2 separate regions of the Sus scrofa genome follow, and region 2 is linked to region 1. The links are chromatin contacts, called in public Hi-C maps. All regions are on one chromosome and are shown on one strand. The core of a region is the stretch at or near the end of the contact, and the rest is flanking DNA. Distances in the headings are between cores, read along the strand shown. Region 1 overlaps CAT (catalase). Region 2 has its middle 15 kb from the start of ABTB2.

Region 1 (6,241 bases), core at 1,325-3,824:
TTCTAGGTTTACAGATTATAACTCTAAACAATATAATCTTAGACTTTTAAACCACCAAACCCTAAAATGAAATTTACCCTCTACATGTTTCTAGAGTAACATGTTTCTCTTTGTATTCACATTCCAAACTCAGCAAGGAAAACTAGACTATTCCCATAAAGTCAATGAATCCTGAAACTAAGACCAATGACAACTCTTGTTATTTAAGCTTATAAACATGTATTAAATATAGGGGAGTGGGGAAAGTGTTTAAAAAGGCAATCCAGCCGACCCAAATTCTCTTCTTTCTGCTTTTCCCAGAAATGCCAATCTATACAGAGTATTTGAAATCAGGGGCTTTCTCTGGCCACACCTGCGACATGCAGAAGTTCCCGAGCCATGGATCGAACATGTGCCCCAGCTGTAACTGCAGGGACAGTGCCAGATCCTTAACCCGCTGAGCCACCAGGAAACTTCTGAAATCAATTTAAATCAGCAAATATCTGCAGAGTGCAAAATACTTTGTCACCTACCAATATGGCATCTCTGATGAAGAAAATAGGGGTATTATTTCCAACGAGATCCCAATTACCATCCTCTGTGTAAAATTTCACTGCAAACCCACGAGGGTCACGAACTGTGTCAGCTGAGCCCGATTCTCCAGCTAGAAAATTCAAACAGGAAAAATGAAACCTATGCCAGAGTACTTTGCACCCAAGAAGCCTACAATTATAAAGAAACATTGGGATCTATCCTTTCCAATGCATTTTCTAGAAGTAAATTAGGTTATTTAAGTGCCTGGGTTATTATTTCTACTACCCACAGCTAATTCAGACTGAAAGTAAACAAAAGAACTAATTGAGGTAATAAGAGAGTCTATATAATAACAGCTGAAAACTGTTATTTAACCATTTAACATAATAAGATAGATTCGTTCAACAGGTAATTAAAATTTAAATTAAAATAAGGGAAGAGAATAATTATGAAGATTAAGGTCATGAACAAAGAGAATAAGTGAGCTGTCAAAATTATGAGGTTGGCGTTCCCATCATGGCGCAGCAGAAACGAATTCGACTAGGAACCATGAGGTTGCAGGTTCGATTCCTGGCCTCGCTCAGTGGGTTAAGGATCCAGCATTGCCGTGAGCTGTGGTATAGGTCACAGACATGGCTCGGATCTGGCATTGCTGTGGCTGTGGCATCAGCCAGCAGCTGCAGCTCCGATTAGACCCCTAGCCTGGGAACCTCCATATGACTTGGGTGAAGCCCTAAAAAGATAAGAGACGGAAAAAAAAAAAAAAATGAGGTTAATATTAAGAAAATGAGTCAGAACCTAAGTTCTTAGTCTTAATTTCCTTTATTTTTGCATTCCATAGTATTTTTATTTTTTAATTTTTTTCCACAGTATTTTTTAAATCTACAGACTCATGCAGAAACAGAATTAATCAGGGATTGTGGTGTGTTATGATATAACAGATAGAATCTAACTGTTACTAGCTCTGTAACGTAAGAAAAATCACTCACTCTGAAACAGAAATAACCCCCCCTTGCAATGCAGATCTACAGATTAAAAGTAAGAACAGTAAAGCACCAACCGTGGATAGCACAGAGTTAATTCTCAGTAAACAGTGGCTGTTATTGTGGCTGTTGAGTAAGAACCCCACTCTATGCTACTGTTTGAAGCAACCACTTGTAGGAAAAATTCTTTCCAAATGTCACAGAATTGCAGAGACGGCCTCTGCCTAAGTGTGATTTCCCAAGACCTCAAAAAACAGAATTATAAGCAACTTCCTACATGTCTTGAAATACTTTTTACTACTATAAAACCTTGCTATAGTTTGGAGAGGTGCTTGCCTCATACTGCCTAACATTTTTCTTGAAATTGAGTTATGATGCTCCAGATACGATCTAGCTTTAATAACAGCAGTGATGTAAACAGACTGACTTACCAACGGTGGAGAAACGAACTGCAATGGGTGTCCTCTTTCCAACGTGCTCAAACACCTTCGCCTTCGAGAATCTGGTAATGTCGTGTGTGACCTCAAAGTAGCCAAAAGCCCCTGGTGAGAAAGCCACAGAAATCCTCACCACAAGACTGTCCCTCAGGGGAGCTCCTGTCGTGGCTCAGCAGTTAACGAACCCAACTAGGATCTATGAGGATGGATGCAGCTTTGATCTCTGGCCTTGCTCAGCGGGTTAGGGATCCGGTGTTGCCATGAGTTGTGGTGTAGATTGCAGCTGTGGCTCGGATCTGGTATTGCTGTGGCTGTGGTGTAGGCCAGCAGCTGTAGCTCTGATTGGACCCCTTGCCTGGGAACTTCCATATGCCAAGGGTATGGCCCTAAAAAGCAAAAAAAAAAAAAAAAAAGACTGTCACTTGTCACTCAGGCCATCAGGCCCTCAATAGTCATCTGGGATCTGGGTGACAAGAAAACAGGTGATTTAGCACTGGCCTCCTGGGAGCTTCAGATATGCTGGGAGAAGGGGAGATATCCAAACACCAAGATATGAGAGCTAAAAGCAAGGCTCTAGGATCATGCAATGCTTAGCTGAGTGCTAGACAGCTGGGGCCAAGAGGAGGAGGAGAGGAGAGGGGCCGGAAGGAGCTAGTCAAGGTCACCCAAGGACACAGGGCCTGAGAGGCCCTTAAGTACAGGTAGGACCTAGGAGAGAAAGAATGGGGGAGGGGGGCGGAATACAGGGAAAGATTCGGATGCCTCCGTGTTAAGTAACAAACTGAACAGCATATCAAAGTAATAAAAACAAGATAACATTTTTACAAGTTTTGGACAGAAAGGAAAAATCACCACAAACCCACCATGCTAACACCACCATCCTCGATTTTGCCCAGTTCATTACAGTATGTATCCAGTTAAGTACACCATCTAAATTTAATGACAATTACAGTATGCCTGCGTATTTCCGTATTTTTCCTTCTTCACTAAACTGCCTAACAGAATAAAAGGAAGATTATTTTATTTTCAATAAGATATTTTTTATATAATGGGCAATCCAGAGAAATAACCACCCCTTATGTACTGACTCCTCTCTTGATGGGTATTTTTTCCTTTCTATCAGGAACGGAGATTCGGTACATCTATTAAAGGAGCTCTGATCCTCTGAGAGTTCATTTTTAGCCCAAGTGTTAGGTAACAGTTCTTTTATGGCAAACAAACAGAGCTCTCACCTGCTCCTTTGGCATGCACAACTCTCTCAGGAATTCTCTCCCGGTCAAAGTGAGCCATTTCATCAGTGAAAACCACATCCTGAACAAGAAGGGGCCCTCGGGGCCCTGCTGTCAGAATATTGAGTTTGTCTCCTATCGGATTCCCAGAGCCGGTGGTCAGGATATCAGGTTTCTAAGTGAACAGGAGAGGAAAAGAATGCAAGAGAGTCAGGAAAACCACACTCTTCATTTCCAAGGTCAGAGGGTACCTCGTTTTCATTTCTTACACCTTCTGTCCAAATTCTTTTTCAATTTCCAATGGCCAAAGTGCTAAGATACAACAAGACGTGCTATTGCCTGACACTGATAATCAGGGCTCAACATTCCTAAGAAATGCTAAGAATTCTGCCCTGAGAAGCAGATGGCAGGAAGATGGCTGAATAAGCCACCAACTGTCTCCACCCCTGCTCTAGGTCCACCCACTAGGTCCACACAGGAAACCCCAGAAAGGGATCCCCTGAAAGGGATCATATGTGCTTAACACAGAATGTCCAGACTAACAGGGAGACAACGGTCTCCTACGAAGCTCCCCTGTTAGTACTTTATTCGGACCTTACAGATGCGTCCTGGCTGCTGATGTCAAGGCAGGTCATCCTGAACAGGGCCTTCATCTCTCTCAAGCAGTGTATACCAGCTATTTGAAACCTCTCTTTTCAATTCCAAAAAAAAAAGAAAAGAAAAAGTCGATGATATCTACTATGGAAAACAGTATGGAGGTACTTCAGAAAACTATATAGAACTACCATATGACACAGCAATCCCACTCTTGGGCATATATCTGGACAAAACTTTCCTTGAAAGAGACACATGCACCTGTATGTTTATGGCAGCACTATTCACAAGAGCCAAGACATGGAAACAGCCTAAATGTCCATCACAGATGATTGGATTAGGAAGATGTATTTATACACAACGGAATACTACTCAGCCATAAAAAAGAACAAAAGAATGCCATTTGCAGCAATATGGATGGAACTAGAGACTCTCAATACTAAGCAAAGTAAGTCAGAAAGAGAAAGACAAATACAATATGATGTCACATATCTGGTATCTAATATACGGCACAAACGAACCTTTCCACAGAAAAGAAATGCATGGACTTAGAGAACAGACTTACGGCTGCCAAGGGGCGGGGAGACGGAGTAGGGAAAAAAAAAGTCAATGCCTTTTGTTGCCACTGACAATAAATAGTTACTACTAGAGTTCCCGTCATGGCTCAGGGGAAATGCATCTGACTAGTATCCATGAGGACGCAGGTTCCATCCCTGGCCTTGCTCAGTGGGTTAAGGATCCAGCATTGCCATAAACTGTGGCGTAGGTCACAGACAAGGCTCGGATCTGGTGTTGCTGTGGCCGTGGTGTAGGCCGACAGCTTTTGCTCTAATTCCACCCCTAGCCTGGGAACCTCCATATGCTGTGGGTGCGGCTCTAAAAAGACAAAAAAATAAAGTAAAACAAACAGTTAATGGAAAGATGGATTATAGTATGAATTTTTGAAAGACGTCAGTGTCTCTGAAATGAGATAGACTCTTTCATGGCAAGAAAGATCAGTTTTAATCCACCCAATTCTTCCATTTCTGTTACGTCGGAAGCCTCTCAGATGTCCCTTCTCCAGGGTGGGAGCAACGTCTTTAAGCCCCACATGATCCTGGGCAGCTCCCAGCTTCATCTTGTTCCACAGCCACACTCTGCTTTTGACCACAGCCACCTGCCTCTCCCACGTCCTCCCCTGGCCACCAGGAAATCAGGGGAGATGTGTGGGTGAAGCAGAACTAAGCCACCTCCATCCTGGGCGAACAGCACTAAAAGGACTCCTGGTGCACGTCAGCGGTACCAAATTCTGGGACCCAGAAACAGCATCACGCTCAGGGTTTCCCCAAGCCTGGAAGAGAGGATATAACTCCTCCTCTCCGGGCACATCTGTCCTGAATATGAAAATACCCTGCATGCTTGCTTCTTCTTCTCTAGAAGGAGATCTGGTGGTGGCGTGCGGGGCAGGAGGGCACTGAAACCAGAAAAGTGTTGTGAGCTCTTTGGGAATAGGCACCAGATAAAAGAGATTTGGGAATTTGCAAAATTAATAAATAAGACTTTCTCACACACACCAGAGTTCTGTTCACATTGAAGTGGAGAGAGGCCAACATGGCACCATGGAGAAGCCATGCCTGCTGGCATCACAGAGCCTGGGCCAAACGCCCAGCTCTGCCAATTATCAGGTGTGTGGCTACTAGCAACGCTCTGATTGTTTCTGAGTAATTTTTCATCTGCAAAATGGACAAAAAATAACTAACTCCCAGAGTTTTAACACATGGACCAAAAGTACACAAAATGAGGCCACACACAATATATATATATATATTACTGCTTTACTGGCCATGAGAAAGTGACCTGGTACCAGAAACAAAGCATTTTTGGTTTTATTTTTCTAGAAACCAGGACAGCTGTTCAGACAACCATCCAGACTCTCTCGCCCTATCCCTCACCCACCCAGCAGCACGGAAGTTTAAGCGTCCAGTCTGCAGTTACCACCCAAGCACACCACCCTCTTTTAAAGACACAGGTGGGCTAAGACATGTGACACTGCATACTTTTTAAAAAAATCTAAACTAGACAATGAATGAGAAAAAGGAAGCGTGAAATTGCACAATGTCACTTTTAGTTTAAACCTAAAAATCTTGCTTTTTCAACCTTGGCTGTCACTGCAGTCACCCGGGAGTTTTTTAAAGCTTGGATGCCTGGCCATCCCCCCAGATACTACTGGAGTAATTAGTGTAGGTGAGGCCTGGGCATCACTGGGATTTTATTGAGCTCTCCACGTGATTCCTAAGTAAGGGCAGGATGAACCACTGACCTAAAGCTTTTGGAAGATCACAATTAAAATCATAAAAAGTCTGAGTACATCCGTGTACGCTTTACGTGCTCTTTTCATCGTAAAAACAAGCCACTAATGAAAAACTAAAGGGGGGCGGGAGGGGGAATGTTCCATAAAGGAGCGGGTAGGAGAGAGAACGGCTGAGCTCAGAGAAAGGAAAGGGAC
Region 2 (6,241 bases), core at 1,396-3,895, 45 kb after region 1:
AACTCCCCAAACTTGATGTTCTTTGATGAGACACCCACAACACAGGCATGTGATATGTAGGAATTATTTACCTTTAACCTTTGGCTCCTGACCTTTTATATTAATTTTTCCTCAAGGCCTTCTCATGGTGGATTGGATTTTTGCCATGATGATATCTACAGAGGGAAGTTCTATTTTTTTTTTAAATTTTATTTTGTCTTGGAGTATAGTTGATTTACAAGGTTGTGTTAGTTTCAGGTGTATAGCAAAGTGATTCAGTTGTACATATACATACGTATACATATATCTATTCCTTTTCAGATTCTTTCCCATGTAGGTTATTACAGAATATTGAGGCCCTGTGCTATATAGTAGGTCCTTGTTGGTTATCTATTTTATACATAACAGTGTGTATCTGTTAATTCACAATTCCTAATTTATCCTCCCCCTCCCCACCTTTCTCTTTCGGTAACCATAGGTTTGTTTTCTGTGTCTGTGAATCTGTTTCTCTTTTGCTCGTAAGTTCACGTGTATCATTTTTTTAGATTCCACATATGAGCGATACCATATGATATTTCTTTCTGATTTCCTTCACTTAGTATAATCATCTCTAAGTCCACCCATGTTGCTGCAAATGGTATTATTTCATTCTTTCTTATGGCTAAGTAATATTCCACTGTATATATGTACCACATTCATCTGTCAAAGGACATTTAGGTTGCTTCTATGACTTGGCTGTTTTATTTATTTATTTTTTTTCCCACTGTACAGCAAGGGGGTCAGGTTATCCTTACATGTATACATTGCAATTACAGTTTTTCCCCCACCCTTTCTTCTGTTGCAACATGAGTATCTAGACATAGTTCTCAATGCTATTCAGCAGGATCTCCTTGTAAATCTATTCTAAGTTGTGTCTGATAAGCCCATGACTTGGCTGTTTTAAACAGTGCGGTAATGAACATTGGGGTGCAATATAGTGGGAGGTTCTTAATATCAGATTCTGATTTGGTTGTTTGGGAGCAGAGCTCCTAGATATTTTTGATCATCTAGGTGTGAGAACTGCTTTTTTTCAGACCAAAGTTTGTTTTAATATGAATAAATACACTGACCACATTCCTAGGTTAAAGCAAGACAGATGGTGCAATTGTCATCAACGTGCCTCGAGACTAATATTGAAATCTTTCAACATTCTTCGGTGTGTTGTTTACTCAATTATTCCACATTTACTCACCACTTACTAGATTCCTGACTTATGTGCTAGGCATATAATGATAACTAATAATAAGCCCAGCTCTACAGAATCTTGGGCTGAAGGAAAAGCAGATCAGTAAACAGGTAAATCACCATGCAATACGAAATATGCTATTGAAGCATTTTATTGCATGTCAGGAGAGCACAAATTGCTATGTGAGGAAATCTGAACATTATATAACTTTTAGTTCATCCATTTACTCCATAATACTTCCTAGAGCCAAGCTCTGTACTTTTATTTTCAAAATGTATTTTTTAATCTATGTTTCAGTACTAATATTTTTTTTATCTTTTGAGGACGCATCTGTGGCATATGGAAGTTCCCAGACTAAGGGTTGAATTGGAGCTGCAGCTGCTGGCCTACACCAGAGCCACTGCAATGCCAGATCCGGGCCATGTCTGTGACCTGCACCACAGCTCGTGGCAGTACCAGATCCTTAACCTACTGAGTGAGGCCAGGGATTGAACCCGTATCCTCATGGATACTAGTGGGATTCATTACCACGGCACCACCTGGGAACTCCGAAATGTTTTGTTTTTTATTGTAACAAAGTAATACATACTACTTTTAGAAAGATCAAATAATATAGGCAAGCCCTCCAAAAAGGATACTTTGAAACCATACTTTCATCTGCTTTATCTACCTGGAGCCACTATTAGCACTTTAAGTTTTTTTTCTATTTTTTTTTAACAAAAGTAGGATCAAAACATATATGTTTTATAATCTACTTTTTTCGTTTAATATATGGTGAACATATTTCAAGATAAAAGATGATTTCTACCACATTATTTTAAATGGTTCCATGTTATTCTATTCTATTCTCTGATTTATTTTAGCCATCTGCTATTGTTAGACATTTATATTGTTTCTGTCTTTTTACAATCACTAACAATACCAGATGGATTTTTTTTTTTTTTGGTTGCTAAATATCTGCGTTCATTCTTAATTGCTTACCACAAATTTTAAGGAGTGAAATCACATAACATCTGAAATGCTTTGCTTGTAGTCAGGTTTAGAGGTAAATGACCACACAAGATATCTCCCAGCTTGGCTGCTTTCTGTGGTCTTGGGTTTTAGTCCTAGCAGCTGTAGATTAAATGTAATCAAAGGAGCATGTGACATGGGCCAAAGTTCAATGGCTTTTATCCCTGCAGCAGGCTGGAGGGTATCACCTTGCTATAAAAGAGGCTGATAATTAATTCTGAACATGATGTCTTCTTGAAGCCTGATTGGCAGGTTGCCTAGGATAACTTGGAGACTCCCTCCATAGTCGGGTTTATTTTTTTTAGATATTTTTTCTGATAATGATGTTTGTATCTCAAACTATCTAAGTGCACTCTTGGCAAGGTTCTGCTTGGGCCGTGTTTAGCTGTGGCTTGCCAAGACCATGGGTCTATTTCTTGCTGCAAACTCTTACATAATCTTGGTCTGCTCCAAGCTGACTGTTAGCATGTCAACTCTGCTCAAATAAAGAGCAGCTTGCTCTCTGGGGCTTATATTCTTATTCAAAGAAAATGAGAAGCAGGATAATGAGGTGGGAGATTCCTTCCATGAGAAGCAGTGAGTGACCAGAGACTTCGGCAGGTGCTTTGTGGGCATCAGGGTACAGCAACTCCAACACAGCTCCCTGGATCTTCTGGTTTCCAGGGTGCCTGGGGGTGATGTAACCCAATAGTTACGAACTGTTAGAAACAATTGAGGAGTCAGATTACAGAGAACTAGGAGATATAGCCCCTAAGCGTTCCACTAGGTCCCCTTAGGAACGAGTTTCCAGACTAAGTCTGAACAAGAGCCAATTTTATTCTACCTTCAACACTCTGAAAAGGCTGATGAATTTCAACTGCACAGCATTCTGGAAAAGGCAAACCTATGGAGACAGTACAAAGATGAGTGATTGCTAGAGGCTGGGGAGAGGGATGGAAAACAAATAGATGGAGAACAGAGAATTTTCAGGGCAGTGAAACTATTCTGTATGACACCATAATGGTGGATACATGTCGTTACACATCTGTCCAAACCATAGAAGCTACGATATCACAGTGAACCGTAATGGAAACCATGGACTCTGGGGGATAATGATGTGTCAAGTTCATCAGTTCCAACAAATGGACCACTGTGGTGAAGGTCGTTGTTAATGGGGGAGGCTATATGTACATAGGAGACAGAGTCGATGGGAAATCTCTGTACCTTCCTTTCAGTTTTACTAAAACAGCTCTAAAAAAGAAAAAAAAAAAATGACAGCCTTCCTAATCAGTATCCTTACACCAAATGTTCCTGAAGAATATCAGAGAACAGGTTGTAATAGGACTTCCCTGTGGCCTAGCAGATAAGGATCCAGCATTGTCACTGCTGTGGCATGGGTTTGACCTTGGGAACTTCTGCATGACACAGGTGCAGCAAGAAAGAAAGGAAGAAATAAAGAAAGAAAAAGAGAAAGAGAGGGAGGGAAAGGAAGGAAGAAAGAGAGGGAGGGAGAGGGGGAAAGAAAGAAAGGAAGAAAGAGAGAAAGAGGGAGTTCCTGTCGTGGCTCAGTGGAAATGAATCTGACTAGTGTCTGTGGGGACACAGGTTCACATCCCTGGCCTTGCTCAGTGGGTTAAGGATCCGGCATTGCCGTGAGCTGTGGTGTAGGTTGCAGATGTGGCTCTGATCTGGCTCTGGCATTGCTATGGCTACGGCGTAGGCCAGTGGCTAGAGCTCTGATTCAACCCCTAGTCTGGGAACCTCCACTTGCCTCAGGTGCAGCCCTAAAAAAAAAAAAAAAAAAAAAAAAAAAAAAAAGAAGGGAGAGAGAAAGAAAGAAAACAGATTGTGACAAACTCACATATGAGAGGCTGAGTCAAATGGCATTTACTCTTGTCATTAAAATGCCAGAACGGACACTAAGACTGTCGCAATCTGAGTCATCACCTTATAAATTGTCATTAAACAGTAAACAAGAATAAAGAATATTGATTCTGTTTCATCTGCCCCCATGTGGACAGCTTCCTTGTGAGGTTGTAATGAAGTCGTAAGGCAATGGGAAGAGCTACTTCATTCAGTTATGTTTCAATTGTTGACTAAGTGCTTGGGGTTACTTCTCCTAGTCGCTGGCCTAAAGGACATATCTTTTTGCAATCCTGATTCCTTTCTAGCTAATCTATCTGATTTTTAATCTCCTTTGCTTAAGAGAGAAAAAGTGTTTTAAATGTCCTAAATCATAGTTTTTTGTGAGTATATACAAATCCTTTGCCAAGGATTTACAAGCAAAATGTGTGTAGCCCTACAAGGAGCTAGAACTTTCTGGTTTTGAGCAATGTGTGTTGCATAATTCAGTGTAATTCAGCTGAGTTTAATGCAACAGCTATTGACTGAATGCCTATTGTAGATTTAAACTGTGCTCAGAATGGGGAAAAGGTGTGGAGCAAGAAATATAAATCCGTTCTTATCTTCAAGGAAGAGTCGATGTAGTTAGAAAGAAAAGACATATGCCTGTGACACAATTCGGTCATGTTGCTGGGCATATGGGATAAATGTCATTCATTCATTCACTTGAATGCTTTCTTTGGTCTTGTGCTAAGTAGGAAGTGGGGATTGACTGTTAAAGGAAGGCACAGCACCTGCCTTCGAGGTGCTGATGGTAAAATGGAAAAATCTGACAAGCAAACAAGAGTTACACAGCTGCAATGAGGGATGCTTACAGCAGAATCGGGATCAAAGGGTAGGTGGCGGTCTGGAGGGTTATGGAAACTTCATGGAGGAGATGGCTCCAGGAAGCCCCAACAAAAAGAACTTGGCGATCTCGGGAGAAATGGCTAAGCCAGGTCTGCAGGAGGGAAAGAACGAGGCGAGCCTGGGGGTAAGGGCATAAAGTTTGTTCATTAGGTGCCTCTAACAAAGGACACTGCTTTAAGAACAGTCATGTATGGAATTCCCTATGTGGCGCAGTGGAAATGAATCCAACCAAGAACCATGAGGTTTTGGGTTTGATCCCTGGCCTTGCTCAGTGGGTTAAGGATCCTGTGTTGCTGTGAGCTGTGGTGTAGGTCGAAGACATGGCTCGGATCTGGCGTTACTGTGGCTGTGCCGTAGGTCAGCAACTGTAGCTCCAATTCCACCCCTAGCCTGGGAACTTCCATATGCTGCAGGTGTGGCCCTAAAAAGCAAAAACACACCAAAAAACCAAAAAAAACCAAACCAAACAAACAAAAAGCAGAGTTGATATCTAATAGAAACTTTAAAAACATTTTTTTTTGCTTGGGGAGGGTGATGATTTAAAAATGAAAACTCATGCACAAGAAAAGTAATTATTAGAGAGTTACTGCCTTCAATAGTCTATAGATAACCCCGAGATAAAAGTTTGGGTGCACTGGCTTCAATTCACAAATTAAGAAAGACTCAGAGTTCCCGAGCCAGGGGTCGAGCCACAGCCACTGTAGAAGCAATGCTGAGGCGTTATGTTGTGAGCCACACGGGAAGTCCTTGATAAGAAAAAAAAAAAAAAAAAAAAAAAAAAAAAGACATAGTAATATTCATACTGATAACAAGGTGATTTTCACAACAGAGGGGAAACTAATACCTAGTGAAGTGTAGCCTCTACCTCATAACCTAAGTAGAGCCTACGTTTGCAGGTGTCTTCTTGGTATCAGGGGCTGTATTGTGTGACTCTGGGGGAATATTTCTTAATGTGAAACTAGCAGGACTCTCAAGAATTGTCCTGTTAGGACTGGCCCAAACCACTGAGTCAGACAGCCCAGCAAAGCCTTAGATTGGCGTCATTCAGTGTCCTGATGTCTGAGAGATGGGGAAGTGACAATGTAAACCAGACTGCCCATAAATTGATAATTATTAAAGCTGAGTATTGGGTAGGTGGGGGTTCATTTTAAAATTCTGTTTTTATGGAGTTCCCATCGTGGCTCAATGGTTAACGAATCCGACTAGGAACCATGAGGTTGCAGGTTCAATCCCTGGCCTCGCTCAGTGGGTTTAATCTCTGGCGTTGCCATAAGCTGTGGTATAGGTCGAAGATGC

What was found. A called contact is a pair of places that touch in the nucleus more often than the background predicts.
Region 2: a Hi-C map of skeletal muscle shows a contact between it and region 1, with 2.5 times the contacts expected there. The contact joins two enhancer-like sites. A contact is called at or near these places in 14 of 47 Hi-C or Micro-C datasets (blood, embryonic fibroblasts, fetal liver and 6 more) and 2 of 2 datasets of contacts at active chromatin or transcription factors (alveolar macrophages and skeletal muscle).

The regions. Positions count from the first base shown.
Region 1 is chr2:26,515,992-26,522,232 of Sscrofa11.1, forward strand. It overlaps CAT (catalase), which reads right to left. Exons shown (of 13, transcript NM_214301.2): 2 at 3,166-3,337; 3 at 1,928-2,038; 4 at 513-643. Among named protein-coding and RNA genes, the nearest start is that of CAT, 15 kb to the right of the region's middle. Within about 2 kb of position 2,575, at least 6 of the 83 cell types and tissues checked have an H3K27ac peak or open chromatin away from gene starts, as enhancers often do. A contact at or near this core is called in omental adipose tissue and skeletal muscle, where this site is marked.
Region 2 is chr2:26,561,231-26,567,471 of Sscrofa11.1, forward strand. No RefSeq gene overlaps it. Among named protein-coding and RNA genes, the nearest start is that of ABTB2, 15 kb to the right of the region's middle. Within about 2 kb of position 2,646, at least 16 of the 83 cell types and tissues checked have an H3K27ac peak or open chromatin away from gene starts, as enhancers often do. A contact at or near this core is called in omental adipose tissue and skeletal muscle, where this site is marked.